Regions from separate parts of the Gossypium hirsutum genome. Here region 1 is linked to region 2. The links are chromatin contacts, called in public Hi-C maps. All regions are on one chromosome and are shown on one strand. The core of a region is the stretch at or near the end of the contact, and the rest is flanking DNA. Distances in the headings are between cores, read along the strand shown.

Region 1 (5,011 bases), core at 910-3,409, 170 kb after region 2:
ATGAAACACATAAATAAAAGCCACTTTCACAAATCTACACCTACAAGTGCATTCAAGCCTCAGGCTCTTCGGTGTCCTTAAAATATTTGTGCCCAACAACAGGGTTTAACATATTTTTGGACATAAGTATAGAAGCATGACCCTCTAAATATATGGAAACATAGAAAAAAATCGGACGTGCCTGTGTCGGGCATATCCATATATGACATCCAACTCTGACACCAATGTCTTAACACATATCCATATAAAAGCAGCAGGATTCATAAGACATCATTATAACTATGTGATTGATAAATAGCACCAGTACAAGTTGAGGTCACTGTCACAAATCTCCACCTCCTATAAGTGGATTTACAAAATCCAGTGTATTAGGACCAAAAAAGTTCTAAATACAATGGCTTTAGGAAGACAGCTAATGATCATATCTTAAAAACACGAGCATAAGAGTAAAAATGTCTTCCATGGCATGATCGAGAATCAACTAGTAGATGTATTAGAGCAATCAGGACAACTGAAGTGACCCCTAGCTTGACATTTTGTACATCCAACAGATTTTACCTTAATCTCCTCAGACTGATACAGACTATCAATTAGGTTGAAACTGAATGACCCATTTGCTTTGATTAATCCAGTTCCTCTGCATCTTGAGCATGCTATCATCCGTAGATCACCACATCTCTTGCACAAGCCCAATGAACTGCAAGTTTACAAAGTTAAATATCAGCTTGTGCAACCGTGTAGATCACATCAGTCAATGAAATATATCCTGGCAGTTCTCTTTTTCCTAGCAAAGTTGAATAAAAGTTGGGAACCTCATGATATTGGATAAGACATATTACCTACCTTAATACAATAAAGTTGATGTGCAACTTGGTTTAGAAAGAGATAGACTTAATTCATTCACTTGACAATGATTCTAGACCTTCACCCCTTTTTGCCCTAAGCCATTCCTAGCTTAATCCTTAAGTTTATCCTCAAAAAAACCAAAAAGGCAACCTTTATATGCATTCCATTCTAGGCATCCAAGTTTTCCTAAAATAAGTGAACTATAAGTACTACAGCAAGATAACTACATCACAAAGAGGAAAGCCAAGCTGATGATTCCAAAAGCATTATACTTAAATTTAGTCTAGTACTTCAGGGCCATTTCCTTTTTTTGTTCCAAAGGAGATCATAACTTGGAGATAGGGGAAGGTATTGCGGATTTCAGAATTTGACCTCTAAACCTGCTAAACATTACCTCTTCAAAGTTACCGCATGAACCAACTAGGATAAATCCTAGTACAACATGAGTAAAAGACAATAAAAGACATTGGTCAACAACTCCACACAGATGCCATTTTCTTTTGTTACCTAAGAATAGCTTACACCACAAGAATTTTGTGGATGGGGAGATATTTTCACATAACTCTAGGTAAGGCAGTGCATTTGTTTGAGATAGAATCAATCACAAAGAACAGAAATCAAACATGAAGATATGGCAATCATTTTATAAAGAATCAAAATAACCCCACAATTAAAATCAATCCTAATATACAAGGCATTGCAATTTTAAATTGAATTAAAGTACAATGATAGCTTTCCTAATGTCCAAAGGACATCCAAGTGTAAACCAACAAAGTGAACAACAACAACAGCTAAATCAAAATAACTTAAGGTATCACAACTGAGAATTCATCAACCAAACTAACAATCAAATTACCAAATTTTACTCATACCCAGTAACAAAAATGTTAACTTTTTCGAAGTTTCAAAACTTGTAAAAAAAAAACTGAGTTTTACTCACAAACTCAAAAAAGAAAAAGAAAAAAAATGATTCAAACTTGGAAACACAGCAAAAAGAAATGGGTTTAAAAAAGTTGCAATTACCTTCTCTGAGAAGCAGAAATGAAAGCATCAACTTTGGGGGCAGCAATTGTAGCACATAGTAACAAAGTGCCAACTCCAAAGCCTGCAACTTCGCTTGCTGTTATGTGTTCCATTATTCGTACGTTTCTTCTGTTCAGATATCTTAAACCTTATCGATTCAATCGGTCACCCTGCAGTTTTGAAATGTCCTTCCTTTTTTTAAAAAAATACTATTAACTATTTTATTGATCGTCGGAGGCCTATTAGCTCAGCTGGTTAGAGCGTCGTGCTAATAACGCGAAGGTCGCAGGTTCGAGACCTGCATGGGCCAATTTTTATCTTTTTTTATTTAGTGTGCTTGGGCCAATAAGTTCTGAACTTTTGGTTATTGATTTCTAGCCGAAAGCCCATCTAATTGTTCAAAACTTCTAATTTTCATTGGTAAATTATTTTATTATAAATAAAATTTACCTCATACTTTTAATTCTAATCATATATGTTTTAGATAAATTAATTTTAAATAAATAAAAATTTTAATTTTAATATATCATTTTATTTTTATTACTATTTCATAAAATTTTTAAAATTTCATTTTTTTCTATTAATAATATTTATCTAAACTTTAATTTTATTAAAATATTATAATTTTAATTTTTTAAAACATTTTTTTTGTAAATTTATGTGATAATAAATAAAGAATTAATGTTTATATTAAAATTTTATATTTTCAAACTTATAATTTTTACTATCCTTAAATGAATAAATAAATTTATTCTTATGAAATAAACAATAAATTTGATTAATTAAAAAGGATTAAATCTTATATTAAACTTCCTTATTTTCATAATTTTAAGATTTTATTGATATTAAAAATAAAAAATATATATAACTTGATATGATTTGTATATAAAACAAACTTTACATGCTAAATATAAATTTGTTGATAAATAATTTTTCTTATAAAATATATAAGTTTCTTTTATAAGGGAAATGGATAGAGAGTTAAAAAATTAAACACAACATTTAATGTCAACCAAAATATTCATTTAAAAGAATCTCTTACTATTACATTAACATAAAATATAATATATTAGATGTTCACAAATATAATAAAACTACAAAAAGTCACATGCTAAGATATGATAGCAAATGGGAACCTGTTTTCATTTTACTTCAATTTTTTTTTTTAAGTTTCAAATCAGTCTTGATTTGATTCTGAGTTACTTTAAGAGTTTTGAATGCTCGATTAATGTCTGGTTTTGATTGTAAATCTCATTATACTTGTATTAATGTCATTTAATAGATTTATTGATTATTTATGTCGAATCTTTGAATGATAGTGATATTTAACAGTTGTAATACCTTATAGCTCGGGTTAGGTGACCAAGTTAGGTATAATGATAATATATATTAAATTAAAAAAAACCATATTTGAACCTTGAAGATAGTGCTGTTGAGAAGGACAACCATAAAATTTGAAAGGGTTAATCTGTAACACCCCATACCCGGCCTAGACTTTATGGTCGGATCACGGAGGTTACATCGTACTAGCAAAAGAAATGATTGTATAATTTTGAAAGAACTTAGGCGTGAGCTTTAAGCCCAGTGTGTAATTTGGCCCATAATTTCAATATAGGTAATCATAATCATCAATTTGTCTCACAGCATATCAGATTTCATATCAAAATATATCTTATTAAAACATAACATATTGTATCATATCATATCATTTCGTAACATAGCGTAACATATCATAACATATCATATCCTACCCCCATCCACTACACACCATCTCTATCCAACCAATCACATCATATAGGACTACTAGAGTCCATCCATCCAATCACACCAATAGGTGGTGGTGTGCCACTCATATAATTGCAGCTGAGCTGCTATACATAAATATGCGGTCTAGCTGCCATAATTGCAGTATATAGCACTTCATCATATCATAACCCACCTCAAAACACAAACAAAACCATAATCATATATCTTACTTACATATATCATAAATCATATGGCATGTATACTTACATATTTTCATACAAATCATAACATAGCACATGATTTAATGGTAACATTTCATACCTAACATACCTTCTAAGCTTATCCGTATACTTTTACGTATTGAAACTTAGGCCTGTTCGGCCCTATATGATGTCTACGTACCCAAATTTTGAGTCCCTCAAACAACCCTTAATCGGGCTTTAAAATTTAGCAAAAAGGTTCACACAACCTCAATAACTAGCCGTGTGGAACTACAAGGTTTCACACGGTCGTGTGCTCCATACGGCTAAGCCATATGGACTGCAAAAACACACACGACCATGTGGTCATTAGGTAGTTTCGAAACCATCCCCTATTTTCACAATTTTTTTCGAATTCTGATAAGCTTTTTGAATTAGATCACAGACCTAATAATGAAATTGATCACTCATAGATTTGAAACTCACGAAACCACTCGAATAACAGTGCCCAAAACGTGACTTACTTCGCTGAAGGTAATAGACCTTCATTCCCTTCACACCCCAATTACAATGATCCGAGACGACTGTCAGAACGAACAGAAAAGAAGATATAATCACTGCAAGTGAACAAAAATGATGGAAAGAAAGATAAGATATCTTTTATGGAGAAAAAGAAATAATAAAAGAAGAAAGCAAAGAAAGTGAGAAAAAAACACAAAGAAACAAAAAAAGAACAAGCAGAATAGAAACGCAAGAGTAAAGGGGTATAGGCGGTTAGGAGTAGAAGCACATTTAGGAAATTTTGAAATTCAATTTTAGAATAAAATATAATAAAAAGATAATTAAGACTTATTTACCAGATTTCCTAGAAACTCTAATGTCCAACCAAAAGACTAATAGAAAATATTTCTCCCTTACGCACGACAGAGCTTGAACACAAGACCAAAACAAACAACCCAAAGCACTTAACCAACACACCATAATAAATTACTTGGCAATCTTATACAATTAAAAACTAAGAACTTTGGGGCATTACAACTCTCCCCTCCTTAAAGATATTTTGGCATTCAAATTTTACCTACGTCAAAGAGATAAGGATACTATTGACGTATTAAATCCTCAGGCTCCTACGTATAAAGAATAATGACATGTATAGGTATCAAAACCCAGACATGTATTAAATCCTTAGGCTCATA
Region 2 (5,130 bases), core at 678-3,177:
CAAAAAATAATAATAGAGATATAGAGAAGGGTGGCATGCTTTATGATGAATTAAAATAAGGCATAGTATTTGTTTAATGGTTGATTGGAGTATAAACTAATCGCATGCTTCTTAGTTATAGATTAATTATAATTGGTAATTTTTATTCACTTACATAATTTGTTTGTGGCAAAAAAAATGAAAATTTTTTTGTTTGTTTTGAAAAGGTTTATTTTTATACGAATTTTTACCCATATTTCTAACTACATGTTTAAATTTGAACTAAATATTTTTTATTTTATGTACTATTTTAAAAAATATGTGGTAAATATTTTTTTTCAGGTGTCTATTATTAATACATGAAATTCTGAAATATAAAACTCCCATTACATTATTCAGATCAAGATTCTCCATTGAATGCTTAGACCACTTTAACTTTCAACTGGTAGACAAAGGGAATGGAAATAGAGTATTACATGAAAACTAGTGAACTAATATCATATAGGAGTAGGACAGAAAGTAAGAAGTGATTTCAATAGCCATTTTATACCCATTAATTAATATCAGAGAATTAGTTGTCTAATTCCTTCCAGGAATGGGTGGAAAAGGGAGCCCTGGAAGGGGTGGCAGAGGGGGGAGTTGAGGTAATGGTGGGAGATTGGGAAGCAGTGGGCTTGGCCGTGGTGTTGCAGGGTCTTCAAGCGGAGGTGGAAATATGGGATAGTTTGGTTGCTCAAAATCCAAGGTGTGTGGGGTGTTGTATTCCTTAGAGTCTGCAACAACACTTGGTTTTTTGTTGCATAGATTTGGCAGTTTCAATGGCTTGAAACTCAGAAACCCAGCTGAGAAAACCTTAGTTCCTTGCTTTGTTGACTTGAGATGGAGTGATGATGATGTTGAAGATGAGGCCACTGCACAGTATGGCTCACTGCTTCTCACAAGTTTCACTGAACATCCCTTGACTTTCTTCACATGTTTGGTAACTGAGAATGGCAAACGAACTTTGAATTCTCCCTGCTCGTTGGTTTTCGCAACTTGTCGAAAACTCGGCCTCGAATCCCCATCTTTACATTCCACTGCAACTGATGCACCTGCAGAAACAAAATTTCAACCAAGGAAACATATTAAAATGTTAGCCTATAACAGATGAAAATCACTAGTAGTGAAAACAGCAGACCTGAAATAAAGTGATGGGCCTTTGAGAAATCTTGTTGGAAACAAATGTCACAGTATACAGTTCCAGAAGCAACAGCAGAACGTAGCTTATGTCCATGGCTAGCCTCTGAGAGATTATTGATTGCTAAACTAAGCAGCAGCGGTACTAAGGAAAACCAACTCATTTTCATCCTTCTAATCTCTTCAAATAACTCTCTTTTTGGGGTTCTGATTTAATACCCTGAACTTTGATAAACTTTTATAGTGTAGCCTATCAACCTTCTTTATATCGTTCATGCAAAAACCAGTGAACTGTAAAGTGGAAGCAATGCATTCAGGTTTAATTTCTTCCACCTCCAAAACAGCTCAAAAGGAATGAATGTATGATTTAGAAACTAGTAAAACTTTGATGGCTGGGAATTATAGTTACAATTTATTGAATTGGTTCCTTTGAATTTGATGTTATAAATTCAACAGTATGGGATAGTTGGACTGGTTCCTGCTTGTTCACGAGCTGCTTACAGCAGCCGTAGATATCATGTGCCAATGCCATGAATAATATGAGCTCAGTATTCATGGAATCACATTTCAAACTACTTTTTGCAATTAGGAGACAACAAACCGAAAATTTATATTTTTTTTAATATTTGAACCGGAATTTGCTTAATCGAATATTATCCGAACCAAAATCAAAGTAAATTTAGATATGGAATATTCCAGTGCTTGTATCTTTCAAAAGAAAATCAAAATAATCTACTCAAAATCATTAAATGTGAACTATTTGAAAGAAAAAGACAACCAAAATTAAAATGAAAACTTCTGAATCATAGGTGAAAAGCAAGCTATATTCTGGCAGATGATCACTTAACAAATTGGCAAAAATCTCTTTACAACACAGAAAGGTAGCTTAAGTTTTTACAGCCATTTCTTCTGGGAAATTCAAACCATACTACTACATACAAATACAGGGCTTTAGTGTAAAAAAAAAAAAAGTGATACCCAACCATTGAACAAAGGAGAATGAATAATTAACAATAACAGTTCACAAAACTTCCTTATCATAAAATGCAAGAAGTTGCTTCACGTGAGAATGCCAGGCTCCAACATTTTGTCTGTCAACTGTGACCCAATCTACAACAGTTGATGCCGGTTGCTCCCACCACTCGTCCAGCTGTACCCACAATGTTCAATCCCAAGGCAAATATAATAAGATGTTGATGTTTCAATAGTCTTACCCTATGTTATATCTAGACTCAAACATGAGTAGCGGATAGAAGTATGCGTACAACACATGTTCAATTTTTTTTCCTAAATTTTTTCATATATATGGAAGATCATACTCCTATACCCATATCCAGGTCTGTGTCGCACACATGTTTAACACTGGTACTTTAAACGAAATAGTGAGTTCAAATAACAGACCTTATATGTTGACATAAACAAGTTTAATCCCCAACTAGAGATGGCGATATGATGGGGTAGTTTTTTGCTCACCCCTACTCTGACCATATTTTTAAACCTCCCGTCTCCAAACTGATCTTATTAAAAAATTTAATACCCAAGTTTAGGGTTTAGGGTCCCAAACCCAATCCCAAAATACTAAAATTCCCCTACTCTCAAACACGACCAAACCCGAAGTATTAAATAATTTTGTATATTATATTACTTTTACAAGATTAAATAAAATACAGATTATACAATCTTATAAAAATAAAAATATCTACCTAAAATATATAAAAAAAAAGAGTTAAAATTCATATAATCTTATTTCAGTTTAAAAAATCTAACTAAAATATATAAAATTAATTAAAATTAAAAAAGGGTATTTTGGTATCCCACCCCGCCCCAAACCCAATTTTCAAGAAAAAAGCCCCTATCAGGTCGAATCAGTCAAAACCCGTCAGGTTCGAGTTAATTTGCCATCCCTATCCCCAAACCCCTTTCCCATTCTCACTTCTCTTATCACCAGAAATAAATAAATAAACAAACAAATAGGTCATAGTTGCAGCCAGAAACATAGTCTGCAATCAAACAACCAGTCTATCTCAGCAACCAACCTCACTCCAACTCACAGCTCCAGCTCGCACTCTTGCTTACAGAAAAACCAATCATTTCTTTCTTTTTACAAGATTAATATTCGAATGGGTTGAATATAAAACAGAAGAAAACAGTAGAATATGCATACACGTAGCAAGAGATCTAATGATATGACCAGCAAAACGATAACACCATTACTTACCAAACCCCTGACATATTTGCAGTCCTCCAAGCACTTCTGAGCATTCAAAATTGCAGTTTTAAGTTCAGGTAGCCATTTCTCTATGACAATCTTATCTTGCTCAGCTGCCAAATTCAAACAATAATTTGTTGTCCTGCATCATTTGGCAAGAAAAACCATATCATAATTAATCAAAAGGACAAAATGACTAAAATGTAACACAAATTATGATGTAATATGAAAGTAAACCCATATAGTTTGCTACATTTAACCCAAAATTGGATTTTCATTTTTAATTATTTAAAAGTAATTTTTTCTTTTGTATCCAAGTCCACTTTTGTTTTTTTCTTTGAAAAGCAAATGCAACTATAAAAGCAACCATATGATTCCGAAGAAAGAATAGGCAAATCAATTCTAGATGAAGCACTATCTGCTTATACAAATTATCAGAGGGAAAAAAAGATAAACAGATTGCTTTTATATAATTGTAACTTCCAAGTAGGCAGAAACAGTAATTCATTACCTTGCATATTCTTGTTGAGCACGGTAAGCATGGTTCAATAGTGCATGACCACTTTCAACAAGATCCTGTCGAATATGGACCAAATTTATTGCCTTTGCCAATTCCTCCAGGACACTAGCCTCAGAACCACGAAGCTTCAAACAGAACTCCAGAGACTCTAACACTGATGCCAAACCAGCATCCGAACCCTCCAAACCTAACCATACAATGTCATTAGATTGAAAACAATTCTTACTGAAAGAAAGAAATTTAAAAGGGCTTCAGATCATTCAAAACATCCTCAACCAAGCAAATAAATTGAACTTCCAAGTGTTAGAAGGCATTTTGAAAGGAGAACTCTTTGGGTAATAACCAAATAAGTTCTTATTGTTTTTGGTACAAACCAAAAATGCAATTTATTCAACCTCAACTGTCAATCAAACACCCCTCAGCACTGTAACAAATCAATTCAAAACCACAACCGGTGCCACTATGGATCTAGTCGGCTTTATTGGAGACCTCACCAGCAGGGTATTGAAGAGCAGCAGAAACACGACATATGGATGGAATTGCCGAAGGATCCCTGGCACCAGCCCTTGCAGTCAACAATGCAGCATTTTTCTCTGCTGCAGCCACAGTTTCGGGTCCTGTAGATCCATTAGCACCCATGGACTCTAGAAGAGCCTGATGTGGAAATAAGGAACAAAAAAAAGAGGCATGTAAATGAATTTTCCAATATATTGAAAATAAGATAAAGAATTCAATACTAAACTAAATTTTCATCAGAGCTGGGCACAGAAGAGAAATAAGGAATGATACACACATATATAAAGGTCTTCCACTTAAGTTAAAAAACAAGTAAAAGTTTTGAAGGATGCAGGAACTATAATTACATGATACAAGCAAAGAAGTCTTATGTTTTAATATTAAGCCTACAAAGAAATTCTCCAGGAGCTCAAACCTAAGTTACTTCAACTCTATTTTTCTTTATGTGTCCAACATATTTTCAGACATGGGTATGTAGTTAGAATCCTACAAATACTTGGAAAATTTTGAAAAAAAAAATTAATAATAATATCAGCGCATACCGATATTGGACACTCACAACCGAGTCAGAGTAACATAGGCTCATAGAATTTTGTTTCAGAAAATTTACATCTAATGTATATTGTTGAGAAAGATAAATAATTCAGTTGATTTGATTGAACCATTTTGACCATTTCAACTTTTGTATTTATCTTATAGTCTTGGCCCATCTAAAATAGTTATCGTATTT

Evidence for each region. Hi-C and Micro-C count contacts between places; a contact is called where the count stands out from the background.
Region 1: a contact with region 2 is called in a Hi-C map of leaf, with 2.1 times the contacts expected there. The contact joins the promoter of LOC121219503 here to the promoter of LOC107954889 in region 2. A contact is called at or near these places in 2 of 34 Hi-C or Micro-C datasets (both in leaf).

The regions. Positions count from the first base shown.
Region 1 is chrD07:47,759,921-47,764,931 of Gossypium_hirsutum_v2.1, forward strand. It overlaps LOC121219503, which reads right to left and starts at 2,160. Exons shown (of 2, transcript XM_041097773.1): 1 at 1,870-2,160; 2 at 260-697. The coding sequence starts at 1,982. The coding sequence ends at 478. TRNAI-AAU (transfer RNA isoleucine (anticodon AAU)) reads left to right here and starts at 2,106; the gene lies at 2,106-2,179.
Region 2 is chrD07:47,587,147-47,592,276 of Gossypium_hirsutum_v2.1, forward strand. LOC107954889 (major pollen allergen Lig v 1) reads right to left here and starts at 1,928. Exons shown (of 2, transcript XM_016890574.2): 1 at 1,157-1,928; 2 at 302-1,070. The coding sequence starts at 1,325. The coding sequence ends at 559. It overlaps LOC107954890 (AUGMIN subunit 5), which reads right to left. Exons shown (of 10, transcript XM_016890575.2): 7 at 4,379-4,538; 8 at 3,876-4,071; 9 at 3,374-3,506; 10 at 1,962-2,305. The coding sequence ends at 2,177.